Regions from separate parts of the Mus musculus genome. Here regions 2 and 3 are each linked to region 1. A link is a contact called in public HiChIP or PLAC-seq data. All regions are on one chromosome and are shown on one strand. Each heading gives the region's core, a stretch centred on a gene start, on an enhancer-like site or on the middle of the called end of the contact. The rest is flanking DNA. Distances are from core to core; before and after follow the strand shown.

Evidence for each region. HiChIP or PLAC-seq counts read pairs in DNA pulled down with a chosen protein or histone mark.
Region 2: a contact with region 1 is called in an H3K27ac HiChIP or PLAC-seq map of embryonic stem cells, with 9 read pairs. The contact joins the promoter of P2rx1 here to the enhancer-like site in region 1. A contact is called at or near these places in 8 of 39 promoter capture datasets (the C10 cell line, the HPC-7 cell line, cranial neural crest and 4 more), 2 of 15 datasets of contacts at CTCF or cohesin (large pre-B cells and pro-B cells), 16 of 484 Hi-C or Micro-C datasets (B cells, the CH12 cell line, the G1E-ER4 cell line and 7 more), 12 of 115 datasets of contacts at active chromatin or transcription factors (CD8 T cells, the HPC-7 cell line, acute myeloid leukemia and 7 more) and 4 of 9 other capture datasets (adipose tissue, embryonic stem cells, liver and 1 more).
Region 3: a contact with region 1 is called in an H3K27ac HiChIP or PLAC-seq map of embryonic stem cells, with 5 read pairs. The contact joins the promoter of Camkk1 here to the enhancer-like site in region 1. A contact is called at or near these places in 1 of 39 promoter capture datasets (the C10 cell line), 2 of 15 datasets of contacts at CTCF or cohesin (large pre-B cells and pro-B cells), 8 of 484 Hi-C or Micro-C datasets (B cells, the G1E-ER4 cell line, bone marrow-derived macrophages and 3 more), 8 of 115 datasets of contacts at active chromatin or transcription factors (the HPC-7 cell line, the SCID.adh cell line, bone marrow-derived macrophages and 2 more) and 3 of 9 other capture datasets (adipose tissue, liver and pancreatic islet).

The regions. Positions count from the first base shown.
Region 1 is chr11:72,906,643-72,910,731 of GRCm38.p6, reverse strand. Zzef1 (zinc finger, ZZ-type with EF hand domain 1) reads right to left here. Exons shown (of 55, transcript NM_001045536.2): 43 at 3,701-3,900; 44 at 2,219-2,338; 45 at 411-602. Among named protein-coding and RNA genes, the nearest start is that of Gm26121, 27 kb to the right of the region's middle. Within about 2 kb of position 2,136, at least 8 of the 459 cell types and tissues checked have an H3K27ac peak or open chromatin away from gene starts, as enhancers often do. A contact at or near this core is called in embryonic stem cells, where this site is marked.
Region 2 is chr11:72,997,588-73,002,045 of GRCm38.p6, reverse strand. P2rx1 (purinergic receptor P2X, ligand-gated ion channel, 1) reads right to left here and starts at 2,901. Exons shown (of 12, transcript NM_008771.3): 1 at 2,595-2,901. The coding sequence starts at 2,731.
Region 3 is chr11:73,016,592-73,020,526 of GRCm38.p6, reverse strand. Camkk1 (calcium/calmodulin-dependent protein kinase kinase 1, alpha) reads right to left here and starts at 1,539. Exons shown (of 16, transcript NM_018883.3): 1 at 1,400-1,539. It overlaps 4732414G09Rik (RIKEN cDNA 4732414G09 gene), which reads left to right and starts at 1,686. Exons shown (of 3, transcript NR_152202.1): 1 at 1,686-1,870.

The DNA.
Region 1 (4,089 bases), core at 887-3,386:
ACAATGATATAGCTCTACTATTGTTCTAGATCTTTTCTGTATACCATAGACTAAACAGGAAATGAATTTTCAGGGCATCAAATTGAGTAGTTAAAAAGTTTTAAAAGTTTATTTATGTGAATAGATGTTTTGTCTGTATGTTTGACTGTGTACCAATGTATAGCCTAGTAGTGCTCATGGAGGCCAGAAGAGGGTGTTAGGTCCTCTGGAATTGGAGTTAACAGACAATTGTGAGCTCCCATTTGGGTGCTGGGAATCCAACCTGGGTCTCCTAGAAGACCAACAAGTACTCAACCACTGAGCTACCTCTGCAGTCCTTAGAAATATTGAGGATGAAGCACAGCCCAAGCCAAAGAAAACCCATTCCTTTGATGCCCATGTCCTACCCACATGATGACCAATGAACATACCAAGAAGCATATTCTGGTGGGTTCATCCAAATTTTCAAGAGGGTCTAGCTTCTTCTGTTCTGCTTCGCCAGGGCTACTAACTGGCCGGTCCAGTTCTTCTTCTTGGTCTCCTCGTTCATCTAGCTCCAGGTCTCCATGTTCAGCCAGAGTGTTGATCTCCTTTTTTGACGAGTACAGCATGATGGACAGAATCTACACACAGTCAGTCAAGCAGAGCAGGGAGACGAGTGCTGAGTGAGTGAGAGGATGAGCTAGGTCTTCACTATATTAAGGGCATAGAGGTTTAAGATATCAGAGTACACATGGGTGTGAGTATGTGATCAGTAAAGGAGCAGGAAAGCATGCTCAATTGTACACATAACAGGAAATGCTAACAAAACTATGGAAGCCCTTGTGTTTATTAACTTTTCTTGATAGCCCAAATGGGTATTATTCTTTTCTAACTTGTTTTGGAGAAATGTAACTATTAAGTAATTTAAAATGATTATATTGGGGCTGGAGAGATGGCTCAGTAGTTAAGAGCACTGACTGCTCTTCTAGAGGTCCCAAGTTCAATCCCAGCAACCACATGGTGGTTCACAACCATCTGTAATGGGATCTGATGCTCTCTTCTGGAGTGTCTGAAGACAGCCACAGTGTACTCATAGACATAAAAAAATACTTCTTTAAAAAATGTTGCCGGGCATGGTGGCGCACGCCTTTAATCCCAGCACTCGGGAGGCAGAGGCAGGCGGATTTCTGAGTTCGAGGCCAGCCTGGTCTACAGAGTGAGTTCCAGGACAGCCAGGGCTATACAGAGAAACCCTGTCTCGAAAAACCAAAAAAAAAAAAAGTTTATATCCTTTTGACCTACTAACTTATCTTTTAGAAATGACAAAATACATGAAAAATGCTGTTTAAAATACAGCCAATGAAGCATTAATAATGGCAAAAACCTGCAAAGCACTTTCTAGTCTTATACATAGCCACTAAAAAGGGTGTTTATAGGAGCTGCAGATACAGCTCAGCAGTTAAGAAGAGCATTGGATGCTTTTCCAGAGGACTTGAGTTCACTTCCAAGAACCCACATGGCAGCTCACAACCATCTGTAACTGAAGTCCAGGGCAACTGATGTCCTCTTCTGGCATCTATGGGGCACCAGGCATTCAAGTGGTGCAGACATGTTTGCAGGCAAAACACCCATACATATAAAATAAAAATAAAATTTAAAAAAGGTTCTCTAAGATCCCGGTTACCTATTAATATGTTTTAGCATATGTCCCTTGGATGTAAGCGAACCCAGAGGTGATTCTTCAAATGCAGGCACCTGTGGAAGTGAGGGTGAGGGACACAGCACACCCTGGTAGCACAGCTTCCCTTATACTAGATGCTAGTACTTGACCTTGAAAGCCTCTGGGAACTTCAAGAATTCCACTAAGAAACATCTAAGGCCTCAGAGGAGTAACAATAAAGTGAAATTATAGACTGAAATCCTACATAAGGTAAACATGAGTGTGGCCGTATTACAAACTGATTTTAGCTCAAAGGAATTTTGGAGGGAAACAGTAATTCAAAAGCACATTTTACTATCATGCTATAATGGCCTATTATGTGTTTCTACAAAATACTCCTCCAAGGTTCTTTGAACAAACACCCAATTCATTTTCCTGGCAGGGGAGGACAGGTGTCAGGATCCCTGATTCAGGAAGGCAGAACCAAGGTTGGGTTTCAAAGCTGCCCAGAATTAGAATACACGGGATGGAACTGGTTGGAACAAGCTAGCTCTGCTTCTGGGCTCAGCTTTACAGGAAGCCCTCCCTCCTCATTACCTCTAGGTCTCGGAGGAGCCAGGTTTTACTGAAGCCGGTCCCTTTGCTGCACTTCTTCACCAGCAGCTTTAGCAGATCGGTCTGGAGGAAGGTGGCATGGGTCTCTTCAAAACCATGAGCCTGCCAAGCCAAGGGAGAGATTTGCAGCTGCTATAGAGTGATGGTTAAGGTTGGACAGAGCAACAGCCTTTCTCAGAGCCCAGTCTCAGCTGATGGCCCAACTCAGCTTCCAACAGAAATAAATGCTTGTCAGTAAGAAAGTACTCCACATCTTAACCATGAACCATTGCTCCTCATTCACTCCGTGTTTTTTCATTGAACAAACACTCTTGAAACCTATTTACTGTCACTTCCCCTCTCTTTACTTTCCCAAAACTCTTGAGGCTAAAATCCAAACCCTAATCATGGACAACTGAGTCTTATAAAGCTCCCTGCCTGCTTCTTTGGCTTCATCCCTTAGGCTGCACCGTCTTAAAGAGAGCATGGCCCTTCTTTCTAGCTCACCACTGAACACCCAGTTCCACTTGGTTCTTGGTGCTCAACAAATATCAACAGGCTGAGTGAGCACTCATGGCAGTGCACACCTTGGTCTTAGCATTTGGGAGTTCGAGGCGGGCAGAACTCTGAGTCTGAGGCCGGCCAGGCCACATTCTAAGTTCCAGTCCAGCCAAGCTACAGACTGACTACCTGTTTTTTTTTTTTTAACAAAACAAAACCAAAAACCAAACCAAAGCAAAACTGAATGATTTAAGACATTTAAGACCTCTGCTATCAGGGAGTTACTTTCTTCTTGTCTAGTAGAGTGGAAACTGAAACAGTATGGTAATACTGACAACTGCACCTCAGGGCTGCCCAGGGCTGGAAAGCCAAGCAGACAAGTCTCTGGTAGTGCCTGACTTCCCACAATGACCTCCCTACCAGAGCTACCACTGAACATTTCAGTGTCAAGGAGCAATAAAGTTCAGCTGGGATCCTTTCAAGGCCAACTCTGTAAGGAAGATGACCTTACAGTAAATGCAAATACATCTCCTGGAAAGAGCCTTCCTACCCTCCAGTCCACTAAGGATCCAAAAGGCATCATGGGTCACCCCAAAAGACATCTACCTCTAATCTAGCTATTTCCTCCCAGACCAATGGCCACACCTATCCATTGAAGCTCCATGGGATGCCAGCTCCCTTTATTCTTCCCAGCATTCCTATAATGACCTGAGGAGCTCCTGTTAGGTGGGAAGTCCAGTTTTCTTCTCCCCTGACAGGATTATATCTCCACGAAGCCAACTGTGGTTAAGTCCATGAAACAATATTAGAAAAACTGAGACTCAAACCACTGGGAAAGTTCTATTTCCTCCCTAAAGCAATCCTTGTGTAAGCATTTCTCAAAACAGCCATTGTTAACCGTTCATCTAGATCAGACGACATTTCCTCCTAATTAATCCCCTGCAGACAGGTAGCTTTGTGCAAATGGAAAAGGCTCACCATTACCTTTAGTGTTTTATATAAACCTTTGAGAGCCAGGGACAGGACCCAGGTTGCTTCCACTGCCTCGGGACAATGGCTATCCATGCTGGTTTGCAGAAGGTGACTAGCAATAAAGGCAAAGTGCTGGGAGTACTGGCTCAGCTGGGACTGAGAGGTGCCACACTCTTGTCCTCCTCCCTTCTGGACAAGCTGATAGTCCTTCACTGAAGCATCATGTCAAAAAGGAAAAGAAAGGCATAAAGGATCCTGTTAGTACCCCTTGCAGCTGCATTTCTCCACAGGCCTCACTAAAGCAAGGACTGCAGAAACAAGACCCGTAGCCTAGGTCCCCACTATATTTATGCCCAGTTTGCAGGTGATCATGGAGAAACCGAGGACAAGTCACAATGCAA
Region 2 (4,458 bases), core at 1,652-4,151, 91 kb before region 1:
CAGCTGTCCCCCAACCCCCCACCCCTTGACTGGGTCTCACTGTGTAACCCTGGCTGCCTTAGAGTCTTACAACTCACTATGTAGATCAAGCTTGCCTCAAGCTCACAGAGATCCACCTACTTCTAACTAGCTAGGGTTAAACTCGTACTTCCATACCTGGCCAGTCTAGCCCACTTAAACCCACCTAACGAAGTTTTTACCCTGTGTCCCCTCTGCTTTCCAGCAGGAACGGCTAGACCAGTCTGTCTCATAGCCCAATCCCTCCAACTGGAGCATTTCACCTGTGACATCACCTTAACCCAGGCCAGCAGAGTCTCCATCTTCCAGGGCTTCTTCCCCACTTGCCTTGAATGTACAGGAAGAACATGACCAATAGAGTCCAAAGCCTTAACTTTCCTCCTCTGAGCCTGTTCCAGATCTTGGCATCTCAGCCTCTTGTCTGTTGTCTGCCTGCCTGCCTGCCTGCCTGCCTGCCTGCCTGCCTGCCTGCCTGCCTGCCTAAGTCTAAGGCCACTTTCATCAGAACTGTGTTCCAATGCTTGACTTTGTGTCCCTCTCCACCTCCATGCTGCCCGTCCCCAATGTGGGCTTCACCTTGTCTGGTGCCCAGAGACTGACTCTCTCGTCCCCCCCACCCCCGACTTCCCTGCAGCCCCCACAGGACCAGACAAACATCTAGGAAAGAGGAGGATCCTTATAGCGAAGCCCTTTCCCTTCACAAGGAAAGGTCCTCTCCAACCGCTGTCCTATGTAACAGTGGAGCAAGGCTCAGGAGTTTAACCTGCAGGAGTCATTGTAGCATCTGGCAGTGGCCAGATGAGGGCGACAGAGACAGTAGGTGCCATTGCTGGAGCTAGTAAGCGCCCTAGTTAGTGGGCAGAGAAGCCTGGGTTTGGGGACCTGAAGACCTTGCCTTTGGCTCTGCTGTGTGAACTGGGAATTTTAGCAAGACTAGTTGCATCCCTCACCTCTGATACCCCCACCCTCACACCAACAAGAAACATTTGAAACATTTGAAAATGATAGACCATTTCAGGCCAGAAGAAAGGAAAGAGGGATGGGGTAAGGTTCCTGTCACAGGAGGTATAGATCAGGGCTAAGGGGCAGTAGGGACAGTAGACTATCCCTTTTGTTCTGTCCCTGTGACAGTCAGACACTGCTCCTAGCCACAGTTCTGAAAATAAAGTAGAGAGCCCCTGGGGCCTGAGTAGGGACAACCATTTTGATCTCCCCAAGTGAGAAACAGGCTGGGCTTGAGTAGTGACTTCTCCTTCCTGAGGAACTAGCAAATAATTAATGGTGGACGTTTACGCCCCTCTTGTGCTCAGCAGGAGGCTACTGGTACCCATCAGAAAGTTTCCTGGAAACTTTGTAGGGAGTGGGAAATGAGGAGACAGAGCAAAGGTTCAGGGTTGATTTGCCTAGTGACCTAGAAATTCCAGGGCTCCTCTATGGGCCTTAGTCTTCCTCTTAAGCTTGACCAACTTGATTTGTGACCAAGACATAGCCTGAAATGCAGCTGAAGGATCCTGGCTTTGGCTGCACCTGACTAGCTCTGAATCTTAGGGCATCAGTGAGCAGAAGAAAGGCTACTCTAGGAACTAGATACTCCCAAGAGGCTAGTACCACATGAGTAACTCTTTGGGCTCTTAGTCCCAGTCCCCCCAAATGGGGATTTGCAGAGCCCTCAGAACCACACAACACAGGCAGGCAGGGGTACTGGGCGTTCTCAGGCTCCCATTAGGACCCAACCCTTTTACTGATCTCATAGCCTCTAGAGGCTCTTTTTAGTGTGACTGTAAGTAAGCATGATGCTCCTGACATGTGACACTTCTGGTACCCAGCTACCTCAGACCCAGGGCAGACAGAGACACAGCTGTAAGCTTGCGTAGCCAACCAGGTATATAAAACCACCGGTACATGGCTAAATATATAGGACATGGGCAGTCATAGAATACCATGTTAGCCCACACAACACACATGCAAACACAAGATCCTGCCTGGCCTGCTAGCCTTTGCATGGTTCCCAGGCTAGCCAGATAGCTGAAGGAGACCTGTGCTGCTCTGACCCTGTGCCAGGGAAGGAGATGTCACACTTGGGAATGGAGACTACTTCCTGCTCTGTGTCTCCATCAAGATGCTAAGTGTTCAGAATCCAATTGTCTTTTAGTCCCCCAGGGACCTGGATTTCCCAGGTTGTCCTTTGTTCTGACTGGAGAGACGGGAACAGAGCCTATGTTCTGGCGAGTAAAATGAGGCATTGCTTTGTTTCAGTTGCATGAGGAAAGTTGGAGGTGAAAAGGGCTCTTGCAGGGCGTGCCACTCACTCACTAGAAGGGGCCTTTTACAATGTCCTCAGGACCCACAATGGTGTTGCCCCTTGGTCACCATGCACCCAGAGTAGCGTGTCCTATCCTGCATTGGTGTCTCCATCTTGACAGTAGGTTAACAGGGCCTATTCCTTCTTAAGGCATGGAGGCTCACCAGGAGAGCTTTCCAGTGCTTGGAGAGATGAAGGGTACCCCAGAGCTCTGAGGATTGGCACATGTAGAAGACTGGTGCCCAAAGGTGTTGGGAGGGGGACTTAGACTCACCCAATGACGTAGACCAGAACCACCAACTGGATCAGACGGAAAATGACTCCCACCTTCTTGTTTCGTACCAGCACCATCCGGGGAGTGTCATACTCAAAGAAGAAGGCTGACAGCTCATCCTGCAGCCGCCGAGCCATGGTGGGCCAGAAGGGGCTCAGAGACAAGCCCCCCGCACGGCCTCTGTGGTCAAGGGCAGGCTAGCATCTGTGTCTACAGAGAGAGCAGTGGAGTGGCTGGAGGCTTCCCAGCCCCTTAAGAACAGAGCAGGCCAAGTGGGGCCAGAGTTGGAGGTTCGTTGGTGGGATCTGGGTTAGGAGGGAAAAACCCAGGGTGATCAGAGCAGCTTTTGACTGCTGGCAGGCAGTGGAGTACCGGCCAGTGGTGCCCCGTGAAATAAATTCCCAAAGATAGACAGAGGCGGAGCCAGTGAGGCCACCCAGGCCCAGCCCCACTACCCCTCAAGGCTCCGCCTGGGCCCTGCTGGGCCTCCGGAAACAGGAGCTGCTCTCCGGAAACCACCATGGCCACCAGCCACAGGGCCAGAGATAAAGCTACTGGCTACCCCCACTCCAGGAACCTGACAGGACAGAACTGAAGGGTCTCGCCAGGACAATCCCTCAACACTCTACCTCCATCCCCACCCCCACAGTCTCAGAGTAGACAGTTCAGTCCTGGGGACCTGCAGGAAGATGAACAGAACTGATGTCAAGTCCTGTAGCCTAGAGCTACCCTTGGACACTCCCTCTTCGTCAGTCCCTTCAAGTCCAAGCTTGGTCTATACCCATTAACTTCAGCCTCAGGCTGGCATCTCTATCTGCAACCTTGCTCTCCCTCTGTCTGACCTGCTTGACTGTACTCCTGACACCACTCCCATCCCATCCTTACCACCAGAACAGACAGGGAGGTAGACATCTAGACGAGACTAGGGTCACCTATCCCTAGGGAGTTCTGAGACCCAGCTTGGAAAGCCTGATATTAGGCAGTTGTGTCACTTGTTGAGGGCTTGGGGGCATTGTCTGGCTTTTCTAAGTCTGCTTCTTGTAAAGTGGGACAACATAACACTTTCCCCAGAGTGAAGAAGCCCTTGGGGGACGGTCCCAGAAACCTCCAGGACAGAGAACTAAAATACACTGTTGAATTAGGGTTCAGGTCCAATACAACCCTTGCCTTCCTCAATAGTAAAGCAGACCCTGAGCATAGGGTCCCAAGAACCTGATCAGGCTGGCTCACACTGTGCACCTAGGGTCAGAGGGAAGCATTCTCACCCTGGCCTACTAGAAGAACCAGCCTGAAGCACAGGTCTCCTTGGTAACCTTCACTGCTCTGCACCCCCGGCCAAGCCGACCCACGCTGAGTGCTGATAAGGAATCTTCTTCCTCATGAGCTACTAACAGGGAGCGAATGGCCCCTGGGCCTGGCACCGAACCCTTATGCAAACTGGGCTGCTTTCTGCATGTCCCCTCCCAGCACCCAGGACCAGCCCCAACCTCTTGAATAGAAAACACACACACACACACACACACACACACACACACACACTGACATTCCAGTAGGAACTCTCTCAACTGTCTGACGCCACTGAGCCAGGGTGGTGGGAACCACATCCTTCGCTTTTTTTTTCCTAAGGAGTCAGAGCTTCAGCAGGCTCTGTGACCTTACCCTGACCCCAAACAAAAGGGCATGTCCCTCTCCCAGCTGACTTCACGTGCAGCTGTTACAGCAGTAGGCCCAGAAATGAATTGTGTGTGATAGGAATGGGTGGGTGCTAAGACTGAGCCATCTCTGTGCCCGCCCCGACGATGCTTACGCCATATTCTAGAGAGGGACCTGCTCCAATTGAGGGAGAAGAGAAAGGATGGAGAGA
Region 3 (3,935 bases), core at 290-2,789, 110 kb before region 1:
TACACAGTGTAGACACTTGGAGAACAGCAACTGGAGCCAGAGGGACTGGCCCATAGGTGCAAGTGCCATGAGGTGGGACAGTGCTTGCTCTGTATGAAGACCAGCACAGCAGATGTGGCTGCAGTGGAAAGTTCCTTAGTGGAGGTGTGCATCAGGAGAGAAGCTAAGGTCCACTTACACTGGCCTCGGGGGTGTTTTCCTGGCGGAGGCGACATTGTGACCACTAAGCAGGATTCCCAAGGGAGAAATGGGAGTTCACCCTGTGTCTAAAAGAGATCCCTTCCCAACGTGATAGCAATAGAGTGCTTCCCAACAGGCTTGGTTTAGGGTTTGTGAACAGAAACCAGAGGCCTCTAACACCAAAGGAGTCTTTAAGCAGGGAAGCAATTCACTTGGATAAGGTTTAAAATAAGCCCCAGTCCTGGTCTGAGGACTGGGCGTGGGGGACCAAGGAGCAGGTAGTAGGGTCTAGAACAGTCTGACCCACAGCGTATGTTGGATGGAAGAGGTAGAGATGCGCAGAAGACCCAGCCTCTTCCTTTTCCCTGGGATTTTCAAGGACACAGCTGTGCGCTTCTCTCACACCCTGAACCTGGCCAAGACAAAGAGAGGAGCTCACTGGGACACAGTCCTGGGACCCAAGGCATGTGACAGCTAGCTCTGCTCACTCTGTAACACCCTCAAGACAGACACACACCCCTTCCCTGACAGATGTAATCCTTGTCCTCGTGACCGGTGCTCACACACCACTCCATCCTGAAACGCACCCCTCAGGTACACAGGCACACTCTTGTGTCCACGTGACGCACGCACACCCGCCTCCAAACACCACACACAGCTCCCCGCGCACGTGTGCACCCTCGGAGCACCAATCCTGTACCCACCAGACCCAGAAACCACAGCGCCGCCTCCGCCACCCTCACTCAGTCAGGGGACGACTGCGCAGCAGCTGAAGTCGCTCGCTGCATCCGTCCCATTCATCACCCCGCCCCCAGCTCTCCACGGAAGACTCACGGGAGGGCTGTGGGAGAAGCGCTCTGCTGAGATCCACACGTGGGTGCACCCGTCCAGGCCCACTCCGAATAGACACGGCCTCCACCCAGAGCCGGGCCCAAGGCACCGCGCGCGCGGGGCTTCTATGCAGTCCCACAGACAGCAGCTGCGGAAGAAACGCAGGTGGTCGGGCACCCGCATAGCTGGCTTAGACAGATGCGGGCTCAGGGAACCATCCCGAGGACCTGGCCCTGCAGACACAGCGGGAATCTCTGCACACCAGATTCCGGCTGCCCACGTAGACCCGGCCTTGTAGACCACCCTTCTACAGCCCGTTGGCTGCACAGGGCGGCTCAGCCGTCCGCACCCCAGTTTCCAACTCCAAGTCCCGGCTGCTGACCCCTACCTAGGCACCTGGCGACAGTCTCTGCGGTGGGCACCAGGCTCGCTCCCGCTGTGCGCGCCCCGCCCTGCCCGCCTTGCCGGGCTAGGATCGCCCGGCTCAACCCGCTGGCGCCGCAGCTCCAGGCTGCGCTCGCTCCCCCCGCCCGCCGCCGCGCCGGCCCACGATCATTGGCTGTGCCGCGCAGCGCCCCGCAGAGATGTCCAATCAGAGTCCGGTCCTCCCGCCCAGGGGTAGAGGGGGCGGGTCTCGACGGGATCGGGAGGAGGTGGCTCGGGAGGGGCCCTGCGGATGGGCCCCGACGCGTCACGCCCCCGGCGCCCGCAGACAAGCAGGCTCGGGGAACCCGATGTCCCTCAGGCCACGTCGTGGGCCCCTCAGCCTGGCCTGAAGCGTACGATGCTTTTTTCGAGTCCTCAATCCGGTGTCCTAGTCTCTAGAGGCAAGAGCATCCCTCCTTCGGGATGAGGCCCGGTGCGTACCAAGGAGAGGCTAGGTAGAGGCCCTGGGAGAAGGGCCTGGAGTTGAGTGTTCTCCGGGGGGGTTGGGGGAGGGAAGGAGGAGGGAGATTCGTCAGAGTGCTGGGGTGGGGCGGCACTCAGGTTTGGAGAGGAGCAGGAGGTGACTGGCTGGGCTGAGGGAATGAAAAAGAGCCCTCCAGGACCAAGTGGCCTTGACTGTGGTTATGCCTGGGGACTGCCCTCACAGACTCCTGGTTCAATCCTGCTATTATTAGTCTATTGGAGATGCCCCACATCACTGCTTGCCTCAAACTCAGACCCATGTTGCTATCTCCAACCTGGTCTCACCTGTGTCTCTGTCTTAAACAGGAGTTAGAAACCAGGAGTTAGAAACCAGGAGTTACCTGTGTAGCAGGTTTTCTGACCCAACCGGGTGTAGCACAAGGATCTGCCATGTTGCCTCTTAAGATCCCTAAAGTCTCTCTCTCTCTCTCTCTCTCTCTCTCTCTCTCTCTCTCTCTCTCTCTCTCTCCCCACCATCTGCCCCTCCCTGAACTCGACCACCACGGTCATGCAGTATACCTCCACTTGATTAGTGCAGCAGCCCCACCCCTCACCCCAATCCAGTATCACTTCCCATTAACCTTTCTGGGACAACCAGAACAGGCACTAGGAACACCAGAGAGCTGCCTCTTAGGATCTTCCACTGCTTGCCACTAAGTCCCCTCAAGCCCTCCATAGCTCACCCCTCACCACTTGCCTGCCTAAACCCCACTTGTCTTTTGGCACTTAGTTCAATGCCTCTGCTGCTAGGAAGCCTTCCCCATGACCTTCTGGATACCTGGAATGCCCAGCAGCCCTTTCTCAGTGCTTTCCAGATCTCAGCACCTCTTCACCTGAGTCCTGTCTGGACTAAGAACTCTTGAGAGCAAGGGTCGAGATGAATTCGCCCAGCACAGCCTGACCTCCTGATGCATGCCCAGCATGTATTTGTTGAAATGAATAATTGGGTCCAGTAACTGGAGGATTGGATCTATAGGGCTGGAGTTCAGGAAAGAGCTGGGCTACAGAGACTCCTCCCCCCACCCCCAGTTTTGAAGATTGAATCCAGGGCTTCTTGCATTCTAAGCAAGGATGCTACTACTGAGCTATACCCCAATATTGAAGAGATGGTTTTGAGAGTCCTTGAGGATCCAGTCATAATTCTAATGGAAAGGCTCAAACAGATCAACTGAAGCAAGGCTGAGAGGATCAGATTAAGATCTAGGCAACAACAACAACAAATCTTACATATATATAAATCTTGAAAAACAGTTCTGGGCTGGTATGATGGCTCTGCTCCACAAAAGCCTTTGAGATGTGGCTCTCTCCACTCCCTGCACCAGGAAGCCCTGGAGATGGCCTTTGACCTCGTGATTCTGAATAGGGGCTGGAACTCCAGTTATCACGTATGCATTCCAGGTTTTGGAATGGAGAAAAATAATGAAGGGTCGATGCTAACTCTTTATTTTATGTGGGTGACTGTTTTGCCTACATGTATGCCTATATGTGCATCTGTGTGTGCTTACGGAGAGTTGTGAGCCACTGTGTGGGTGCTGGGAACTGAATCTGGCTCCCCTGTAAGAACAGCATGTGCTCTCAACCACTGAGCCATCTCTCTACCCCAACAGTAGCTCTTTTAAAGACAGCGCCACGGAACATTCCCTGTGCATCCCACTAACGTGAATTTTGTCACATAACCAGACCAGGTAGCAAGAGCAAGAACATGAAAAGGGGCCGGGCAGTGGTGGTGGATCCCTTTAATCCCAACACTCAGAGGCAGACGCAGGTAGATCTCCAAGTTCAAGGCCAGCCTGGACTATAGAGCGAGTTCCAGAACAGCCAAGGCTACACAGAGAAACGTATCTCGAAACAAAGCAAAGCAAAACAAAACAAAAAAAGGAAAGAAAGGGGAAAAAACCTACCACCACCACCAACAACAAATGCAACCTCCATCATAGGCAGCCAAAAGCCCAACCAAGGAGCAAGGATTATAGCACCAAGAAACCAAGAAGACCCTGTGTGTGTGTGTGTGTGTG